Linked DNA regions of Mus musculus: all the other regions are linked to region 3. A link is a contact called in public Hi-C data. All regions are on one chromosome and are shown on one strand. The core of a region is the stretch at or near the end of the contact, and the rest is flanking DNA. Distances in the headings are between cores, read along the strand shown.

Region 1 (3,640 bases), core at 187-2,686, 870 kb after region 3:
AGAAGACTCATTCTGGCCAGATGTGGGCATGTAAATGAAATCTCTAAGCCCACCTGCACCACTCCAGCAAGGCCACACATACTCCAACCAGGACACACCTCCTAATAGTGTTACTCCCTGTGGCCTTAGCATTCAAACACACGAGTCTATGGGGCCCAAACCTATTCAATCAATCACAGTCAAGTTTGCATCCTGGCTCCCAAGTCAGTGGTTATGAATGGGACTGGTTCATTGTATTTTTCTTGTGTTATATGGCCAGCACTTTCCCTCCTTCTCCAAAACAGTGCATGTTACAAAGAATACTTGTCCAGCTAAGCTGGCAGTAGAACGGCATCCCAAGATTGCACTGCACAGCAGGAATTACGCCAGAGACATCACCAGCCCAGCAAGCCTCAGCAGCCTTCTCACAAGTGCTCTGTCTGGCACAAAGACCAAGGAAAGGCTCTGGTCCCTTGAGGTTGGGGAAGAAAGCAACTGCAAAGAAACAAGCCATTAATATTAATGTTTCAGAGAAAAGAGAGGCGAGAGGACATGGGTGCCCAGGAAGAATGACTCCATATGGCTTTGATATGCTCATTTCCAGAGGATCGGGAGAGTGAGGAGAATATAGAAGAGCTAGCAAGAAGGAGGAAAGTGAGGAGGAGGCAGGGGTTTGGCAGGCTGAGAGAAATCACAGGAGCTACAGGGAGTAGCTCCTGTCTAGACAAAAAATTAGCTGGCTATGCTGCTATGCAACAAGACAGAGCAGGAAGAGCAAGTGTCCTGTAGCTTTGTTCCAGCTGTGAGGGGTTATTGTGCTAGAACGAGAAGCTACAAGCTATGACAGATCTCTCCCAAGGGTTCCCCGTGTACTCCTGATCCAGGTAGACCTAGATTACATCTGTCTGTACATCTTTCTGGCATTCATCTAGGGCAACATCTGTCCCCATCCCCTCTCAGACACCTGCATCGTCTTTTATGAGTAATTCAAGTAAATAGTCAGGTGAGGAGGTAGCTTGAGAGGAACTGAAAGAAGTAAGATGCTGAGAATCTACTACCAGTGCCTGGAATTGTGAGTGGTGGAGTCCATTTTTTATTTTCTCCCTCTCTACCCAAAAGCTATGTGGAGATCAAAGAGAAGGATGACAGCAAATAGAAAAAGGTTGGGCCACAAAGTGAACCAGCATTGATGTTTATATTTGTCAAAGGAGACAAATTTACCTTTATACTTTAGGTAAAGCTTCCATGAGATAAACATTTGTACAGGTACAGCCTGAGAACAGACCATGTCAGAGTCTATTACCCTGACTTCTTGATGTACTAACTTCACAGAGGGACCTTCTAGTCACTGTGAGATTGTCCAGGTAGAATATTAACTGAGGAATCTGGCTTGGTCAGTACTCAAAAATAGCTGTAGAGCAGAAAGCTCTTATCAAACTTGAATGCATCACCCATCTTTGCAGGAAAGGCTGCAGAAATTAGAGGTAGACAAAGTGCCAGCCTCCTGTGCTTCTTGGGAAATTGGCAGTGAGGTTTTTATAGACCTAAACTGTAGAGTATTTGTTACATGGCTCATGAAACGTGGCTAGTTTCAACTGCTCCTAGGATCTTATTACCAGGCAACAGAAACCCTTTATACTCTACAAAAAAGGTGAATGGCTCTGAAAGAGGGAAAAATGACACACATTAGCCTGATTAGAGGAGATAGGAGTGGTTCTGCTTAGGTCATATGCTTGTGTGATTAGGGTAGAGGGAGTGAAGTGACGAGAAACAGAGGACCACACAGAATTAGAACTGTAAAGAGGATGCTTTCTGGAACTGAAGACGAAGACAGTATGGTCTTCTAGTAAAGGACTAGATGTGGAGGTAGAACCTGTGTCTTGGAGTCTTGACCAGAAGTCTTTGATGTGTGTGTAAACATTTAGAATTTAGCATGCTTGTGTCATGAGACAAAAAACTGTGGCTCTAAAATGGGTTAGTGACATTCTTTCAAGCATTGGAAGTAAAATAGAATTAGCAAGTTTATTAAGAACCAGGCTAATTATCCACAAAGATTATTGTGTTCAGCTCAAGAACAATCCCTTGGCACAAAACATGGTATAGTTAACATATGCTTGCTGAAATTTTATTTTGAATATAAAATTGCTGAAACTCACATGTCATCTGGTCTCCCCCAGAGTTTTAATAAAAAGCATTGCTTTACTTAATTAAACCTGGAATGACTAAATACTTCGCTTGCACAAATCCAGCTCAAGGGGTCAGGTGAGGTTAGACATCATACATACCTCAAGCCTCTTCCCTCCTCAAGACTCTGTCCTAACAAAATTCTTTCCTAAAGGATTAAGTTGAAAATGGGCATCAATGTTATTGCCTGACAAGTTCTAACAAAAACAGAATAAAATTGTATAAAATGTTATGATACCACCTTATCAATAAATGGACCCAACACTGACCACAAGTCCCTTTAATTATGGCCTTGTCATAATAATTGGTAAGTATGAGAGAAAATTAAGGTAAGATAAAAAGTAGTATATAAAATAAAACCAACTTTACCCAAACTATTGAGATGTTGTTCATGGGCTACTAACTGCCACTTGATGTTTTCATTGTTTTTTAAGCTTTTGTCTGTCACAAAACAATGAGTTGTGTTGCCCCAAGTCATTTGTAGAGAACTGTGGAAGCTAATTGAAAATAAAACCAAAAGCCACAGATGTAATTATTACATAATGTGATAAGGGTAACATTATCTGATCCTGTTACATATACCAAAAATGAATTTTAATCAGAACCTCAGCTGGTAACTGAGAAATCAGGTATGAAAAAATGTTTTCCAATTTTTATTAGGTATTTTCTTCATTTACATTTCAAATGCTATCCCGAAAGTCCCCTATACCCTCCCCCTCCCTGCTCCCCTACCCACCCACTCTCACTTCTTGGCCCTGGTGTTCCCCTGTACTGGGGCATATAAAGTTTGCAAGAACAAGGGACCTCTCTTCCCAATGATGGCTGACTAGGCCATCTTCTGCTACATATGCAGCTAGAGTCACGAGCTCTGGTGGTACTTGTTAGTCAGGTATGAAATTTTTTATCTTTTAAAAAAACTAATTACACACCCCAATTATTGCTTAAATACAAACCAGATTCCTTGGGGAATGTGCCTTTGAATGAAATTTGTTCTGGCTCTTGGCCTGTGCATCTGAAGCAAACAAATGGACCTTATCAAGATGAGTTTGCTGAATCTGATACAACAGGCAAGCAAGATTTAAGACTATATGAAACATGTAATCATCTGGTATCAAAAGATTAGATCCATTATTTCTAGTTTCTATAAAGCATAAATATGAGATATATCTATAATGGCAGTGGAATAAATATTTTAAAGCATCTACTCCCATGTTTACACATAATTTATAGTACTATTTTATGACTCTGTATGGAAGTATATAAAGTGCACAGTTCATTTTAGTGCAATATATCAAAATAACAATAATATTCTTATACATATTATGTGTGGGCTAAAAGGGGGCCAAGCAACTGGCAAAGCTCTCTAGGTCATGTGCCCTAAAAAATCCTTCCTGGAACTAATGACATGTATTGTCTCAAGATTGAGGCAGGGGAGTAGAAGGTAAGAGAAAAGAAGAAAATAAATAGGGTAACTGTG
Region 2 (3,401 bases), core at 298-2,797, 660 kb after region 3:
AAGTCTATGGATGTAACCCTAGCTGAGATTTCTACTAGTGCGGCACTTGGGAACTAAAGTTACCACCCTCTGTGGATAAAAATGGAGCAGAGATTGAGGGAATGGTCAAGTGATAACTGGCCCAACTTGAGTCATACCCCATGTAAAAGAACTAATCCCTGATACTATTAATGATACTCTACTATGCTTACAGACAGGAACCTAGCATAATGGTCTCCTGAGAGGTATCATCCAGCAAGGGATTCAAACAGAAGAGGAGACTTATACCCAAACATGAGGCAGAGCTCGGTGAGTCTTGTGGAAGAGTGGGGAATAGACTTGAGTGAAACAGAGGAGTGAAGGACACCGCAAGAAGACCTACAAAGTCAACTAACCTGGGCTCACGTGGGCTCACAGAGACTAATCTAACAATCAAAGAGCATACAGGGGTTGTACCTACCCTCCCCCCACCCCAACACACACGTTTGTAGCAGATATTCAGCTTGGTCTTCATGTGGGTCACCTAATAATTGGAGTGGAGGCTGTCTCTGACTCTGTTGCCTGCCATTGGATCCCTTTCCCCTAACTGGACTGTCTGGTTGGGCCCTAGTGGGAGAGGATGTGCTTAGTCCTACTATGACTGGATGTGCCAGAGTTGGGTGGTACCCAAGGGGGCTTCCCCTTCTCTGAGGAAAAGGGGAGAGGGTAATGGTGGAGGGGCTTGTAAGGGTGGGATTGGGAGGAAAGAAACAACAGGGAGGCCTTGATAGGAATGGAAAGTGAACAAATAAATAAATTGTTAAAAACCCTCCAGTGTTCTGAAGCACGGGAAAGACTTCTCAGCTCTCCCTGCTCTACCCATCCCCCACTCCCTCAGCTCCCACTCCAAGCTCTGCTCTGAGGAGCCACCAAAGCAAATTCCATTGCGCTCATTTAGCAGTAGTGGCCTGATTTAACATGACCTCAAGTTAAATTGCTTTCACTAATGCAAACTTAATTGGGGTTCTTTTAATCCCTAGAAGTGATTCTCTTGTTTGGGCCTAGAGTCGGCTCCAATAGGAACATGGTGGTTGCTGGTGGAGGATTTAAAGTGGTGGCTTCTTAGAGAATTTCAGGAATGCAGCAATGCTGTGAGTCCACTGTAGACACCAGCTAGTGGCTTTGAACTATCTCCTCAGAAATGTTTAAAAAAAAAAAAAAACTAAAAAATAAAACACAGTTTCATGTTATCATATCTATTCCCTTTGGGGCCAGGAAATTCTCAGACTGCACTTTCTCCAATAAAAATATTTGGGGGATAAAGCAGATGAGATTGCAACCAGAAAAGACAGAAGCTGGAGTCTCATTCCTAAAATAACTCTTAAAATTCAGCTCTAAATTTCTCTGTCAAGCTCAGGGTACATGAGGTGAAACTACAAAATAGGCCTGCTTCAGTGTGACTTCCAAATATGGTGATAGCTGGCTTGTGTTTTTTGTGAATAATCACAAAAATACCCTCCTCATCTATAAGCAGGAAGACAGACAGAGACCTCATTCCTCCCCCAGTAGCTGTGGTAGAAGCCTGTCATCAGATCCAGCTCCTCTAACGGGAGCTGTTTCAAAAGAGCAAGAGAAAGAAACCTAGTGTCTGGCCTGCCCAATCTTCTCCCTGCCACATCCTGTCACTCTCATACTGGTTCTGCATAACTTGTCAATTAGTGCACGTCCACTGCAGACTGGTTGATACAGTTCACTGATAAGAATACTAATAAGTCAGAGAAGGTTAGCCAATTTGGCTCCAAACCAGTATGCCCAGACCTAGCTTCAGCCTTAATTTAGCCAAAGCCAGCTCTTCTCCCCAGCCCTCTCTAAGTAAAGTGTTTCTATGGGCCTGGTCCACTATCCTCTTTGTAGAATCTTTTTGATCTTTCCAAACTAAGCTTCAGCTGAATTGTCCTCATCCATGCTGATCCATCGCCTGTGCTTCGTGTCAATCAGCACTGCTTTTGATCTTGGACTCTCAATGCACAGTGACCCTTTCTCTACTCCACAGAAATCAGCTTGGTACGCCAAATGTCTGTGATGGCTATTCTCATAGCCGTCTCAATAGATCTCCTTTTGTACTAAACCTGTTCATCAGAAGGAAGTCATTCAGTGATTCCCTCCCCCACACCCACTGGGACAGGAGCTCTTTCAAGACCCATGTCATGGTCTCCAGTGTAAGGAAAGTCTGGGGCACTTTAGAAGCAGCAATTTGATCCTCATAGCAGCAATCTCAGGACCAGCCCTGCCCAATCCAGAAAGCAATTGAGGAAAGGTGGGAATCAGGTGAGAATCCTTTCCTTTGTGTCATCTCCTGGCAACATGTTTGGTCCTCAGCCCTTGGGGCACTGATCTTGGACACATTGTTTAGGACAAGACACTGAGAAGAACAGCACACGGTAGACAATTTGTGTCTCCCTTTGTGTTTTCTAGCCTGGTCTGGAAGCCAAACAATTAGGAACAAGGCTACAAGAACTTGACAAATGGCCAGCAGAGGGCGACTCTGGAAACAGGTGAATATGGATAGACAGGAGGATCCAGGCCTGGGCTGCTGCCCTAGCACACCAGCCCTCAAATGAACAACTCTGGAGGTGTCAGGGTTAGTCCAGCTGCTGCAGTGAGCGTCAGAACTTTGCATTCATCTCAGGAAATTGATCTGATGTGCAAAAGGTCCTTCACCGTGTTTATTCAGCTGCCCTTACCTGTCAACCCTCACCCCATCCTCTAGTCAAACAAATCAATCAGAAACATCAGTTGCTAGAGGAACACAAATACAGGCAGCACTGGGATTGGGCCTAGAGGGCTGAGTTCTTTTTCTGCTGCTCTGGGTTACAAACACATTCCAAAAATATAACTCTGCCCACACCATGGCAAAGCTGCCTTTGATAAAACACACAGTGTACGGTATACAATGTTGACACATAACAGATGGAACTTTGAATTTTTGAAATGTGCTCTCCGTAAAGGGGAACTAGACACGATACATTAAATTCTTGGTTAGAATGTAGACTCTTCCCTATATGACCAAAACAGTCAACACAGGAATCCTGTTTTTTCACTCTTTTATGTGTCCCCATGTCCTTCTGTGACTAATAGTCCCCAGAATTCACTTTTCTCACTGACCAAGTAAAACTGAGTTTATTGGTCATATGTATCTCCCATCTGGCTGAGAAACAGCGGTACAGGATGGTACGACGGTGTGAACATCCAAGACCTGCGGGCAATATGGTAGTGGGTTCAGCGATGGTGCAAAAGCTATTGATGGAAGCAAGTGGACAGTTTCCCTTAGCCTCCTTACATAAAGCTATAGGCTAAGTGAAAAAGGTGGGTGTGCTATAACAAGCAGGCTTTAAGACAAGCTCCAACTGACCACAGCCTGTAAACCCTTCCTAAGTGGATCA
Region 3 (3,163 bases), core at 203-2,702:
TTCTTTGATAAGGCAGTTCCTTATTCTCTCAGTCATTATTTTGTTTGATTTATTTATCACCATGTTATTGTTGGCTGTCAAGCTAGTTGGTTTGATCTATCATGTTCAGTCAGAATCACTGGACATACATCACACAAAAACTCAGACATTTTTGAGGCACTTCACTTGAAATTGACTTTTGAGTTATTTCTAATACAAACAAACATGGCAACTTTATATTACAGTTGGGTATTTCTAAACCAAAGTGCTACTATCCATTTCAATTACTAATCATACTCATTAACGAAGCATTGCTTTTGGTTGTTTATTAAATTTTATTTAAAACTTTAAACGTTAAAATAAAACCGTATTACTTCTCCCTTCCCTCCTTGTAATCCTCATGTATTTTACTTCCAAATTCTCCCGTGTGCTCCCTCTCCCTCCCTCTCAAATTAACGGCCTCCTTTACTTTGATTATTATTGTTACATTACACACACACACACACACACACACACACACACACACACACATATCTACATGCATAAACATATACATATAGCCTGCTGAATCCATTGGTTGTTGCTTGTGTGCACATGATCTTAGGACTGACCACATTGTTTTGGATAATGAGTTAGAAGACTCATCCCTGTGAGAGGTAAATTTTCCCTCACTCAGTAGATGCTAGTTGCCTGTATCCCTTGGTTTAGAAGTGGCTTCTCAGAGAAGTTTGCCCCTTTCATGTTATCATGCTTGTTGCTATTGCCATTGTTTAGTTCTCATTTAGGTAGTTGGATCATTGAACATACTGCATGAAACTTCTCTGCAACTTCTCTTTTACACAGTTGCACAGCAGACTTCCTCATCTTCTGGCTCTTACAGCCTTTTCATTCTTCTTCAGAGATGGTCCCTGAGCCTTGTGTGTAAGAATTGTATTGTGGGTATATCTATTAGGGTAGGGTTCACCATAATCCATTGGTTTTAACACCACGATCAGTTGTGGTTTTCTGTGATGGTCTCTGTTTGCTGTAAAGAAAATACTTTTATTTATTAACTTTTTAATAAGGAGGTGAAAGCAGTATTTTTCTATGGGTGTAAGGATAGGTTTTATAATACAGGAATCATGTTAGTGTAGTAAGGTGTTAGTAGTAAGTTCTTTTTAAAGATCCACAATAGAGACAGGAATGAAACAAAGCAAGCCAAAATCTTAAGGCAAAGAACAGTACATTCTCAACTATGTAAGTCTCTTCGTTATTAAATTCTGAGTCTCACGTCCTACCATTTTACTGCAGAGAAAAATTATATCCTTTAAAAAGATCTATTACAAAAATAAAATACAAATCAGTACATAAAAGGACTTAAAAGGAAAGTACTAAGAGAGAAAAAATATACTTTATGAGATAACACAGAAGCGGTGTTAATTAGATTATCAATAATGGAATAAAGATCACAGGGAAATGAAGAGCTGCCCAGGTTGAAAACATCCAGGAAAAATGAATTAGTCCACAGAGTATGATTGTCAGGAAGAATTATGGATTCAGATCGTATCTCCCTGGCAGACTATTTGAAAACAAGAACTATATTGTTTCAGCTGCCAATAAACAATTAATTATGTGTTGAATCCCATCTCCTCCACATGTTTTTGATTCCTGTTTTCTGGCCAGTCTGATGCAATTGAAGTGAAATGATGGGTTCGAAGTAATTATGTGGAAATTTTAGACAGATATAAAACAAAGCTAAAGAAAACACACACCTTATTTAAATTAACTTCAAACCAATGCAGAGAAATTCCTTTATCTTGATAATTGGCTTTTAGAAGAATTGGGATCTGTTGAGTAGCTGTGTAACCCTGACTTCACGTCTGTGAGTTAGTCTCTATTGCTCACGATGACAGGGCTGCCAGATGTGCCAATGGGCTGTGAAACTTACTTCAAGTTTTGAGCAAAGAAACAGCTGTGCACTTTTGTTGGAAACACTGGAACTGAAAAATTTCAAATTGTAGAAATAACACATTATGTGGACAACTGATTAGAAGGCCAGGCTGCCTGGTCAGAATGGTGTGTAGACACCCATGTGTAACTCATCCCCCATTTCATTAGAGGGGTTTAAAAGGATAAGAAAATATAAAATATACAGGCAGTAATGGAGAACCAGAATGGAAAGAGAGGGGAATCAAAATATTTATAAGGAAGAAGTGAGAGAAAATAGATTGCTGCTGTTTAAGCTACCTGGTCTATGCTGTGCTTTTATGGAAGCCCTGCTTGACACATACAGGAGGGAGCAATTACAACTGAAAAGATTCCAAATGCGATTTGTAGAGAGGGTCTAGAAGATATTGCTTTCATAAAATAAGACTGTGCTTCTGGGAAATCGGAACATCTGAGACCAAAAGAAAAAAAATTCTTAGAAAGTTAAAATCTAATTTCCAAACTAAAATATTCAATAGGAGGGCAGGAATATTGAGAAAATCTCCCAGGGCCAAGAGTAAAATAAAAGCGTGAGGGAAACTATTTAAGAGAATCGCTAGAGATGCACAGGAACTAGCAGATACCTGATACCCAATTATCAGGGTTTCAAAATAAATGAAGAAAAATGGAGAGAAGGGAAATTATTTGAAAAGTATTTTAATGAATCCTCAAACTAAAGAAATACACAAATGCCATATTTGAAGAATACAAAGAAATCTGTACCTAGTTAAGTCCTTGCAAACTTTCATTGACACAAGGATAAAGATAGCCCTAGAGCTTTCAGGGGTAAAATAAAAATTCTTTCTACAAAGGATCAAACCCCACAGGGATATCTAGGTGCTTGAAGACAGAACAGAGAACTTTTGGAGTTCTGAGGGAAAATGGTAGTACTGTCTTTATTAGGGTTTTACTGCTGTAAACAGACACCATGACCAAGGCAACTCTTATAAGGACAACATTTATTGGGGCTGGCTTATAGTCAGAGGTTCAGCCTGTTATCATCAAGGCAGGAACATGGCAGCATCCAGGCAGGCATGGTGCAGGAGTAGCTGAGAGTTCTCCATCTTCATCTGAAGGCTGCTAGCAGAATACTGACTCCCAGGCAGCTAGGACAAGGGTATTAAAGCCCACACTCACAAGGCCACCTTTACTCCAACAAGACCATACCTCCCAACAGTGCCACTCCCTGGGCCAAGCATATACAAACTGTCACAGGTAC
Region 4 (3,621 bases), core at 988-3,487, 630 kb before region 3:
TCCAAAAATCCCCTTTCCTCTCCCCTGTTCCCCTGCTCCCCAACCCACCCACTCCTGCTTCCTGGCATAGGCATTCCCCTATACTGGGGCATAGAACCTTCACAGGACCAAGGGCCTCTTCTTCCATTGATGACCGACTAGGCCATCCTCTGCTACATATGCAGTTAGAGCCATGAGTCTCTCTGTGTGTTTTCTTTGGTTGGTGGTTTAGTCCCAGGGAGTTCTGGGGTTACTGGTTAGTTCATATTGTTGTTCCTCCAAGGGGGCTGCAAACCCCTACAGCTCCTTTAGTACTTTCTCTAGATCCTTCATTGGGGACCCTGTGCTCCATCTAATGGATAACTGTGTGCATCCACTTCTATATTAGTCAGGCATGGCAGAGTCTCTCAGGAGACAGCTATATCAGGAGACAGCTTCTTGCTATTATAAATAAGGCTGCATTGAACATAGTGGAGCATGTGTCTTTATTACAAGTTGGGGCATCTTCTGGGTATATACCCAGGAGTGGTATCTCTGGATCTTCTGGTAGAACTATGTCCAATTTTCTAAGGAACCACCAAACTGATTTCCAGAGTGGTTGTACCAGCTTGCAATCCCAGCTCGCCAGCATCTGCTGTCAACTGAGTTTTTGATCTTAGCCATTCTGACTGGTATAAGGTGGAATCTCAGGGTTGTTTTGATTTGCATTTCCCTGATGATTAAGGATGTTGAACATTTTTTTAGGTGCTTCCTAGCCATTCAGTATTCCTCAGTTGAGAATTCTTTGTTTAGCTCTGTACCCCATTTTTAATAAGGGTTATTTGGTTTTCTGGAGTCCAACTTCTTGGGTTCTTTATATATATTGGATATTAGCCCCCTATGTGAATTAGGACTGGTAAAGATCTTTTCGTATGGGGCCATTCCTACTCAAACCACCATATCAGTCTATTTTTCCTTTAGTCTTTCCTCCAGCCATCTAACAGTCCATTAGCCTTTTCGTTTTTGTAATTTGTCCATTTTATTATCTACCCATGTAAAATGTATAATGTAGTGGGGTTTTTAAAATTATATTCATGGATACACATAACCGTTACCACAATCATTTCAAAACCACAACCCCTGGCAAGGTGTGATATTATATACTTATAATTTCATTACTCAAGAGACTGAGGCAGGAGTATTGTGAGTTCAAGGACAGCCTGGGCTGTATAGTGATGAGAGGAGAGGAGACCAACAAGAAAGGAAGTGAGGAAGGGAAAAGAAAGGAAGCAGACCCTGCGTCCTTTAGCATTGCACGCCAGTCTCTCCAGGAGCCACTGATCTACTATGGCTCTATAGCTGTGGAGTTACCTGTTTCAGACATTTCATATAGAAGTGAATTTTATATAAAATGTGGTTTTTTGTGGTTGGAGTGTTCTTGTTTTCAAGCAAGGTTCATCTGTGTTGTTAGATCCATCAGCATTTAATCAGTTAGCACTTCATTTATTTTTATAGTTTAATAATACTCCATTATGTAGTATGTAGCTATACCACATTTTGTAGATCTACCAGTTGGTGGACCCTGGGTTGTTAATATTACTAAATTATTCTTGGATGCTTGTGCTTTGAACGAGGAATGCCCTCACTAGGCTCAGGTATTTGCATTACTTGGTCCCCAGTAGGTGGTGCTGTTTGGAGAGGTTTAGGAGGTGCAGTCTTGCTGGAGGATGGATGTCTCAGGGCTTCCAGATTTTATAGCCTATCCCTGCTTCCAGTTTGCTTTCTCTACTTCTCTCTTGCAATGTGAGCTCTCACCTTCTTGGCACCATGCTTGCAGGTGGCTCCCTGATGTCATGCCTCCCAGCCGAGATGGATTCAAATCCTCTGGGACCAGAGCCCAGATAAGCTTTTGGTCACATGGTGCTGTGTGTAGCACAGCAGCAAATGTAACTATTAATTGTGCTGCTCAGCATCCATTCTCACGTTAGTATCTCAGCATGGTTTCAGTTGGCATTTATGTAATGATGTCATATGCTTTTGGGCTCTTAGAGAAATCTCTGGAGAAGTGCCTATTCATATCCTGTGCACTTTTAAATCCAGTGTCTAAGTTCTTTATATATTCTAGAGAAAAGTCTGATATAAGACATGATCTGCTGGTATTTTTCCTATTGTGTGCTGCATTTTACTTTCTTGATAGTGTTCATTGAAGTATGCAAGGTTGTGATCTTGCGGGAGTCCAGCTGTGTGGATTTGCTGTTTTCGTGGTATGCCTTCCCCTGATAGAGCTTAGCATCAAGCTTGAAGCAGTCCTATTCATGTGTGCTGAGTATGAGTTTTGAGCTGGGACTCATTTGATGACTAGTTCTCTAAAGGTGCTGTGATGAAAACCTTTTCCCAGCAACCATGTGGAACCCTGGAGTTGGTGGGAATTGTAGATGAGAGAGCCTTCAGGACAGGCTTCACATGGGCTGTTGCAGGTTAAAGGTGAGTAGCTGTTTCATGTACTAGAAACAGACTGGAAAAGATTGATGAGTATTTGTCCTGATATGAAAGCTGACAAACCTGCCTGTAAGCTTCATGGCTGCTTGAGAGGTAGGAAACCCCTAAGTCAAAGACAGCAGCTTTTGTTGTTATACCTCAGATAGTATGCCTGTTCTGGTTTACCTTCCTGTCTCCATGCCTCATGGTTTCTGGAGCTGATATGGGAGAGCCCAGGAGGGTTGAGGTCACAACTAAGGAACCTCAGGCTCAGGGGTCCAGTTTTTGGAAGTAGACGCCATCTTAGTCTTGTGAGATCTTGCTCTTACATAAGCATCCTTGTAAAGATGGACTGGGACAGAAGGGCACATGGCACCTTTGCTCCCAAGATGTTCAGAATGAGTGAGAAATGACTTGCTCCCTAGAACCTGACACATTCAGGGAGCTGCAAGTGCTTCAGGGTGAAGATTAACTTCAGCTGAGGCCTTTCCAGGCTGTTGCCACCACCAGTGGTGAAAGCTTCAGCACTTTTCTTTGGAGATGAACTTTGTCCAAGATGCAGGAGAGGCCAGGTGAGATGAAGAGAGGGGTCCTCCTCTGTCCCCAGAGGGAACATAATCCTTTGGTTGTCTGGATGGGGTAATGTTGGGCTTTCAGAACTACAGAATCATGCACTGGCTGCCCACTTTAGTATCATTGTGACTTTAACTTTCAGGTTATTTTCCTTTATAAGTAGTGATGATGTAAAATAGCAGTGAATGTCTTGTAGGGTCCTTAACCATCCACCCATCCACATCTCCCTAACACCTGCCGTATTTGGAGTTGCTGTAAAGTATTAAGGAATGTATCTAAAATGCTCTTTACAGAGCTGGTACATAATATTCATATTGGTCAGTTGCTTTGTTTTTGCTGTAATTATTTGAGCATTTGAAAAGATGGATCCTGTAGAGCCTTAGGGTCAGAATTGACTTTGTACAAAAATACATCCGTGAATTAAAATGCAAATTCTCTATTAGCCTAGATGATTGCTTCATCTCTTAGAGCTTGCTTTTTCCTGCATGTGAAGACTTGAAGTGACTGCCTTTTTGTGGTTATTCTGGGTTTGAGACAGTTATTTCCTTTGTTGTTTAGGGTTTACTTTGAACTATGGTCTTGCTGTGTTGCCCAGGTTAGCCTCCAAAGCTA

Evidence for each region. Hi-C and Micro-C count contacts between places; a contact is called where the count stands out from the background.
Region 1: a Hi-C map of the N1E-115 cell line shows a contact between it and region 3, with 5 times the contacts expected there. The contact joins two enhancer-like sites.
Region 2: a Hi-C map of the N1E-115 cell line shows a contact between it and region 3, with 6 times the contacts expected there. The contact joins two enhancer-like sites. A contact is called at or near these places in 1 of 39 promoter capture datasets (cranial neural crest) and 1 of 484 Hi-C or Micro-C datasets (the N1E-115 cell line).
Region 4: a contact with region 3 is called in a Hi-C map of the N1E-115 cell line, with 10 times the contacts expected there. The contact joins two enhancer-like sites. A contact is called at or near these places in 1 of 15 datasets of contacts at CTCF or cohesin (pro-B cells) and 1 of 484 Hi-C or Micro-C datasets (the N1E-115 cell line).

Annotation. Positions count from the first base shown.
Region 1 is chr15:60,903,870-60,907,509 of GRCm38.p6, forward strand. No RefSeq gene overlaps it. Among named protein-coding and RNA genes, the nearest start is that of A1bg, 16 kb to the right of the region's middle. Within about 2 kb of position 1,437, at least 7 of the 459 cell types and tissues checked have an H3K27ac peak or open chromatin away from gene starts, as enhancers often do. A contact at or near this core is called in the N1E-115 cell line, where this site is marked.
Region 2 is chr15:60,691,429-60,694,829 of GRCm38.p6, forward strand. No RefSeq gene overlaps it. Among named protein-coding and RNA genes, the nearest start is that of Gm23835, 11 kb to the right of the region's middle. Within about 2 kb of position 1,548, at least 42 of the 459 cell types and tissues checked have an H3K27ac peak or open chromatin away from gene starts, as enhancers often do. A contact at or near this core is called in the N1E-115 cell line, where this site is marked.
Region 3 is chr15:60,029,274-60,032,436 of GRCm38.p6, forward strand. No RefSeq gene overlaps it. Among named protein-coding and RNA genes, the nearest start is that of 4933412E24Rik, 14 kb to the left of the region's middle. Within about 2 kb of position 1,453, at least 3 of the 459 cell types and tissues checked have an H3K27ac peak or open chromatin away from gene starts, as enhancers often do. A contact at or near this core is called in the N1E-115 cell line, where this site is marked.
Region 4 is chr15:59,395,749-59,399,369 of GRCm38.p6, forward strand. All of the region lies in intron 2 of Nsmce2 (NSE2/MMS21 homolog, SMC5-SMC6 complex SUMO ligase), which reads left to right. Among named protein-coding and RNA genes, the nearest start is that of Nsmce2, 23 kb to the left of the region's middle. Within about 2 kb of position 2,238, at least 47 of the 459 cell types and tissues checked have an H3K27ac peak or open chromatin away from gene starts, as enhancers often do. A contact at or near this core is called in the N1E-115 cell line, where this site is marked.